2 separate regions of the Macaca mulatta genome follow, and region 2 is linked to region 1. Evidence: chromatin contacts called from public Hi-C data. All regions are on one chromosome and are shown on one strand. Each heading gives the region's core, a stretch centred on a gene start, on an enhancer-like site or on the middle of the called end of the contact. The rest is flanking DNA. Distances are from core to core; before and after follow the strand shown. Region 1 holds the start of HS1BP3 (HCLS1 binding protein 3). Region 2 holds the start of PUM2 (pumilio RNA binding family member 2).

Region 1 (3,723 bases), core at 340-2,839:
CTGCTGGATAAACGTATGTGCAATGGTGACTGCTGGACTGCCTGGCACTACGCTCAGACTCCTGGAATGCTGACGCCTTTACTGTTTTCTGTCCAGACGCTGAACTCCCTTTCTCTAAAGTGGGGCATGCCAATGTAAACACAACACGGAGGACCGTTTGCAGCCCCGAACACTGCCCTGCAGACACACAGGCCGATGAGCAGCAGAGCAGACAGGGCTTCCCGCCATCATCCCAGCTCTTCGCTGTAGCCTTCAAGGGTCTCCCTCAGAACTTTCCTTCATTGTCATACTTCATTCATGATTGCTCATCTTGCCTATAAACACATTTGAAACAAATAATAAGGCACAGGAATATCCGTATTTATTCAAGAGACACATTGGGGAAAGTCATTTTTCAAAATCTTTTACTGTAGGATCTCTTCACTAAAATCTGTAACTACAGGTAGATGGTGGTGATGCTGGTGGCGGTGGTCGACAGGCTCGGAAACAGGGCTGACATCGCCCTGCCGTGAATTCTGGTATGGTTAAGCTCAGCTTCTCTTGCTTTTTGTCACTGGGGCTCTGGGTGGAGACAGTAACAGAATAGGGGCAGCAGTTTGCACCTTCTGCTGGCCCTGTTTGCAGACTCAGCTTTTCTTTCCCTGGGCTACGCTGGCAGGTGATACGATCTCTGTTTCTCACACCACGGAGAGGTGAATCTAAAATGAGAGGGTCTGTTAGGGTCTGCATGTCTGTACGTTCCCCTTCTGAGGGGAACTGGCTCCTGGACCCCATTGCCCTGCTCCAGCTGGGAACCCAAGTGCAGCCATCCCAGGCAGGCCTGGCCCCAGGAGGCCTCCACCAGGGCTCTGCCGAGCAGCAGAGGGTGGCTCTCTGAAGATCCTCTGTCGGGAGAGTGCCCGTCAGTTATGGAGCCGGCAGGCAGTAGGAAGGAGAGAGGAGAGCTAGCTGGAGGCAGCAAGCTCAAGGGGTACTGGGCTGCTGCGTGGCGTTCACTGTGCAGCTTGAAGAAGACCCCATGAGGCCTGGACAGAGCCCCGGCTTGGTAAATATTTGTTGACCAATCGGTTGAATGAAATGTTCTTTGGGGAGAGGGGGAGTGCATTTGTAATGGGGACCGGCGGCGGAAACAGCAGAGTCCCGTCACTCTAGCGGCTAAACTTTAGCGCAAAACAGACACACCGATAAAGGTTCACCGCGTGCCAGGGCCAGGCTGGGCTTCTTCTAGGTGGTTGCGGCGGGCGCGGCTCAGCCCGGGAACTCCGGAAGCTCCGAACTGCGCAGACCGACCGCGACAGTGCAGGACCCGCCCGCGCCGCCCCGCCGCGCTCCCGCCCCGCCGCGCTCCCGCCCCGCCGCGCTCCCGCCCCGCCGCGCTCCCGCCCCGCCGCGCTCCCGCCCCGCCGCGCTCCCGCCCCGCCGCGCTCCCGCCCCGCCGCGCTCCCGCCCCGCCGCGCTCCCGCCCCGCCGCGCTCTCGCCCTGCCTCTGGCCACAGGCGCGAACTGCGCGGCCGCGGCCGCCGGGGGGCGGGCCAGGGCGGCGGGAGGCGGGGCGGGGACGCGGTGACGCGGGCACCGCCGTGTCCCGTGACTGCGCGCCCCGCCCTGAGCCCCCGCGGCCGTTATGCATTCCCCGGCGGTGCTCGTCACCTCCAGGTGAGCCAGACCCCCGTGCCCCACGCCGCGCAGCTCGCAGTCCGGGGCGCCCGGGCGGAGAGGCAGGGGGAGGCGGCCGCCTCCCAGGCCCGGGACCCGGAGCAGGTCTCCCCAGCGCCCTCAGTGGCTTATCCTGGCTGGGCCCCTGCACCGTCCTGCAGGAGAGGTGGCGCCCCCGATTTACGGATGAGGAAACTGAGGCCCTCTAGAGGGTAGAGAACTCGCCAAAGACTGCGGGAGGCCTGGGACTGACTGGCTCAGTGCAGGCGGGCGCAGTGGGGACTCTGCTCTTCTTTCCTATCGGCTTGGGTTCTTCTCTTTTGGGCCCGAAAACCTACTTCTCCATCCTTTCAGCGCTCCCTGCGTCCCAGGCCCCGTGCTGGGCACCGGGGACCGGGGTGAATCAGACAGGCTCGCCCGGCAGGGGGCTGCGGTGGAGAGGGGGTGATGCCAGCAGCGGGTAGTAAGCTCAGGTTGCCATGGGAACACAGTACAGGGCAGGAACCCGGTTTCTGGGAGGATGACTTTGATGAGAGACCAGGGAGAGGTGGTCGCTGCTTGCGAGGCAGCTCAGGAAAGCGCAAGTTACAGAAAAGGCCTCGGAGGGGTCCAGGTGGAGGATGCAGAGTGGATCGCTCCTGATCGAGGCCTAGAGGACCCAGCCTAGGATGGATCCTGGCAAGGCTTTTACTTCTTTCCGCCTTTAAAACGCTGTAAAGTGACTTACTTCAAATATTTTCATACACTTCACCCTTGCTCTCCCTACACAAAGTCTTAGGCTAAGATGCCTAAGACTATTTATGACATAAATGAACGTGTTACCCAGCCAACTGTTGATCTTCCAGTTGTAATCAGGAATTCCCTGTGACTTAAGGTCTAGAAAGGTATGATTCCTTTTGTAAACCCTGATGTCGGAGCCTGCCTGGTCTTGCATGATCAAGTGTGGTTACAGATGTATCTTCATGGGCAGAAGAGGTTGCCCTACTGCCGCTTACGTCACCTCCTCTCACCAAGCCTCAGTTTCCTTTTTTGTGAATTGGAGGTTTGAGATTGGCAGGCATGGGCAACGTCAGTAGTATATGCCCGTCGGCCACATGCAGATGGATGGGGTGTGACTTTGGTGTTGGGTGCAGGCTGCCCAGCTGCACAGCCTGGACATATCTTGTTAACAGGCGTGGGGGCGCCAAGGATCTTGCCTGCAGGGTGAGTTCAAACACCTTAGCCCAGCAGCAAGGCCGGCCCTTCCCAGTCACACCCCAGCACCTCTTTCCAGTGCAGCCTCCTCCCACCTGTCATTGCCACATGCACTCAAGCTTGAATTCAACCAGCAGGTGTTTATTGAGAGCCTCCTCTGTACCGGGTACTGGCCCAAGTTCTAGGAGACAAACAAGTCCCTCTCAGAGAGCTTTAATGGGGGCACAGGCACAATAGGCAAATCTACATGTCAGGGATGATACATGTTAAGAAGGAAAACAAAACAGTGGGGGCAACAGAGTGGTAGGAGGCACGCATGCTATTTTCTATGGTGTGGTCAAGGGCTGTCTTTCTGATGGAGTGGCCCCTGGGCGGATGCCTGACAAGCTCCCTGAGGGAGACAGCCATGAAAAAGAAATCTTGGAAAAGTGTGTACTCGGAGGACAGGACAGCAGGATCCCGAGGCTGGTATGGCTGGAGTGGAGTGAGCCCAGGGAGAGTGTTAGGTGATGGGGTGAAGAGGCAAACTTGGGAGTGAGGGATCATCAGGAAAGGGCTTGAAGGCTGTGGAGGGGCCATCGGGTTTTATTTCAAGTGCAATAGGACCCAACTTATGGTTTATAGAGATCCTTTGACCGCTATGCTGAGCAGGATTGCTTGTAGGATTCCACATAGAGCCAGTGGTAGCTTGGCCCGGGGTGATGGTGGCCATGAGGGTGAGAAATGTTTGGGTTGTGGATATATTTTGAAGATTGAGCTTTCAGGTTTGCTGTTGCTTGGATATGAGAACAAGAAAGAGAAGTCAAGACTCACAGCAAGTCTCTCAGCCTAAGATGCTGAAAGAATGAGGCTGCCATTTAGCAGGCTTGGGGA
Region 2 (3,728 bases), core at 54-2,553, 320 kb after region 1:
ATGGTTCTCAGAGGGGTAATTTGGGGAATGAATAGGTGGTGGCACTGCCAACTATAGAGACAGTACAAGAGTGGGGGGTAGGGGATGGGTGTGACTTCAGTTTTTAACATGCTTGGCGACAAGAACATTCAAGTGAAAATATCTAGAAGCCTGCAATATGACTCTAAGGTAGGGGCTTGGGATGGATTTCAATGTCAGACATTTTTCAGTAATAGTTAAAAACCGAAGAGCCCATGTATTCAACAGGCACTTGAGGGCACAGTGTAAAACAAAACACAAGGTCCTTGCCCTCGTGGAGCTCACAGTCGCCCAGGGAATACATACATTAAGCAAAGTATAAGGGAGGTCCTGAATCTTTACGAATTGCAGCATGTCAGGAGAGCCAGGAGCTGTGCAAACCATCAAGAACATATCAGACACGGTGCCTATTACAGCTGTGTGACCTGGAGCAGGTTAGGTTAGAATCCTGGAATCACCACTGCTTTGCACGGGGGGCCAGGACAGCAAGGCAGATTTGGGGTTTCCAACCAGCCTGTAAATCGGGAAGGAAACAGCGCTTGGTACCCGAGAAAAAGAAACAGCCAACGAGTGAGAATCACTGGCCCAGCTCGAGAACGACATGAGTTTCCTTTGTGTGCACCGGGACCAAGCACTGGGGGGCCGACAATTTGCTGAGAGCTGGCTCCACCTGCCTGGGGTGCAAGACGAGAAGAGTGACAGCCCTCTCACGGGGTACAATCTTCTACCTCCAAATGCATCTCCCTCGTCTCGTGCGGAGGTACTGGGTGAAAGCTAAAGGCCTGAATTAACGTCCGGCTCTTGCGGGCGCCAGCACTCCGGAAGCGAAATGCCAGGAGTACCCCAAGGTGGGCGGCGCGGGCGCAGACACCTGCACACCCAGTTGGGGGAAAACAATGAGCAACCGGGTAGGAAGCCGAGAGTGAGAAGATTCAGAAGTCGAGGCCCCACGCGGTAAGACAGTCCAACACAGCGTTTGGCAACAGCACGCCTGCGCTGTCCCAGCCCGGCGCGCGCTCCCGGCGCCGCGGCAGAGCCCAGGAGGGAAACGCGAGCCCGCAAGGTGAGGGCGGGGGAGGGCACGCCGGAGAGGCGGCCGAACACGTGAGAGCGCGGAGAACGTGCGCACGCGCAGGGCGCCCCCGGCCCGCGCGGCAGTAGCGCGGGAGCTGGGACGCAAGGCATTGAAAGGAGCCGCGCCTCGGTGAGAGCTCCCCCTCCCCTTTCTCCCGGGATGCATTGCGCGCGCCCGGTGGGCGGGGGGGAGGGGAGGGGAGGCGGCGGTGGCAGCCATGTTGTTGTGAGTCTCTGTGTCTCACCCTCGGTACTTCGGTGGTTCGTAGGAGGAGGGGGAGGAGAAGGAGGAGGTGGGGTGGGGGGGGAGGGTGGTAGGTGGAGAAAGAAGACATTGCCGCCACCGAAGGCAGAGGAGGGGGAGGACCGCCAAGAGCGACGCCGCCGTGTGCCCAACGGTCGGTGTCCCCGGCTGAGGCAGCGCGGCCGCAGCAGCCCTGTAAGTCAGTCCGCGCTCGCTCTTTCTCCGGTCCTGTGGCGCTGCCGGGGTGGCTCCCTGGGCTTTGTGCGGCGGCGTCGGCGGGAGCCGATCACCAGCGGGAGGGCGGACGGGGCTTGCTGAGTGCCCGGGCCGGTGCGGCCTGTGGCCCGCTCGCACAATGCAGGGGGAGGGGTGCCGGAAGGGGGTGTGCGCGCGCGGCGGAGGGGGCTCCCGTCCGACCGCTTTCCCGCTTCCTTCCCTCCGCTGGGCCGCCGCCTGGGGGGCCTGGGGCGCCGACCCCGTTCTCCCCCAGATTCGGCGGACTGGAGGTTAGAGACTGAGCTGTCGGCCCTGGGTTTCGGAAAGTGGGGGAGAGGCCGGGTGGCCCCAGAGAAGCATGCGGATTGCAAGTGGGTGAAGAGGAAGGAGTGGGTTTATGAAAACAAGTGTGGGCATTTTCAAAGGCCCGAGTGTGTCCGGGAAAAGCTTGCCGTGGACAGATGTAGGTATGAAGCAGTGACTTGGATTCGCCTTGTTTAGGTGATGTTTTACTATAGGAACGGATTTCGATAGAAAAATATGTAACTTGTAACCAAAGACAAGATTAGCGGCTTCTGCTATTTGAGCAGTAGTTTTGTATCTGAATTGGGTCAGATTTTGGGGAAGATGTTTAAAGTTTTGTGCCCAAACACGTGTAAAAGTGTTGTTTCTGAGAACACAGCTAGAGAAAACCTACTTACGGCTTTTTATTCTAACATACGTAAACTTTTGAAAGCATCATGTTAGGACTTAGTACTTCGAGATTTTTACTTGTTGAGAAAACTGGGGGCAGATGTTTGGTGAAGGAAAACATGAGAAAAATGTTTGTACACGCTGAAGAGAAATGTAATACCTGTAAAGGTATTGTATGTCAAGAAAACAGTTTTAATAAAGGGAGTTACCGAAGGATTTTTAAAGCTTGTTTAATGGTTAGATTTCGTGTTTAATAGGTGACTCTTCGCCATGTGACCTGGAGTATTGGAAGATGACTTAAGGAATCCTGTAAAGAAAAAAATAACAAAAATGAATATTTTCGATTTGTTTCTATTCTTAGCCTCCTTTTAACAATGAATTACTTCATTTGCTCAATCATCATGAGTAAATGATGGCATTTTCCGTGCTGCAAGAATTTCTTTAAAATTCCGATTTTTGGTGAAATTGCATTGTGTAGAATTTTCTTGGTGTCCATGAGGGCAGTTTTTGTATGCAGAAAATGTTTGCGATAATTTTTAAAATAAAATTATATTTCAGAAACCTGGTTCTTGAGGATTTAGGTCCAGTTTTTTATTCTGTTTACAGGTCTAGCTATTTTGAGTTATAATTGCCAGTAACAATCTTAAGCATATTCCAACAATTTAAGCTGTGTTTAACACATGCTTTCCTTAATTTGAGTCCAAAGTTCTCTTAGGTGTTCCAGTATTTAGCAAGATTTCAACTTCTAAAAAGAGCCTAAATTACTGACATTTAATTTGTTCTTACAAAGCTGTCACTTTAGACTCAATTCTCAGGCATTACAAATACTGTATATGAATTACCACATAATACTTGGATTTTGTTTCTCTTAAGCATTCCATACTTGTTTATGAATCTTTTTTTCTTTTTTGAGACAGGGTCTTTCTCTGTCGCCCAGGCTGGAGTGCAGGTGGTGAGATCTCGGCCCACTGCAGCCACCGCGTCCCGGGCTGCAACTGTTCTTCCACCTAAGCCTTCCGAGTAGCTGTAGCTGGGGCTACAGGCGCATGCCACCACGCCCGGCTAATTTTTGCATTTTTGTAGACAGGGTCTCACTATGTTGCCTAGGCTCGTCTCCTATGTTGCCTAGGCTCAACTCCCGAGCTCAAGCGATCCCTCCCGCCTCGGCCTCCCAGAGTGCTGGGATTACAGGCGTGAGCCACCGCACCGGGCTTGTTTATAAACCTTTCTGGTGTTCGGGCTTGTTTATAAACCTTTCTGGTGTTGAAAGATAATTTGCCTTCCTGAGTTTGTACTTATCTTAGTTAACAAAAGTAATTATGACCAGAGATTCAGGCCAGGTGTGAAATCGACAGCCCATTTTTTTCAGTAACCAAGCTGTCTCCTTTTTATAGACCCTAACATGAACTGCATAATTTTAAGTGGAGGTGGGTTCCTGTCTCCTAAACTCAAGTTCTACATACTTCCTAACTTAAATACTTTG

What was found. A called contact is a pair of places that touch in the nucleus more often than the background predicts.
Region 2: a Hi-C map of blood shows a contact between it and region 1, with 4 times the contacts expected there. The contact joins the promoter of PUM2 here to the promoter of HS1BP3 in region 1. A contact is called at or near these places in 4 of 14 Hi-C or Micro-C datasets (blood, fetal cortex germinal zone, fetal cortical plate and 1 more).

Annotation. Positions count from the first base shown.
Region 1 is chr13:104,376,031-104,379,753 of T2T-MMU8v2.0, forward strand. It overlaps HS1BP3 (HCLS1 binding protein 3), which reads left to right and starts at 1,590. Exons shown (of 7, transcript XM_001096861.5): 1 at 1,590-1,656. The coding sequence starts at 1,625.
Region 2 is chr13:104,693,279-104,697,006 of T2T-MMU8v2.0, forward strand. It overlaps PUM2 (pumilio RNA binding family member 2), which reads left to right and starts at 1,304. Exons shown (of 21, transcript XM_077960099.1): 1 at 1,304-1,531.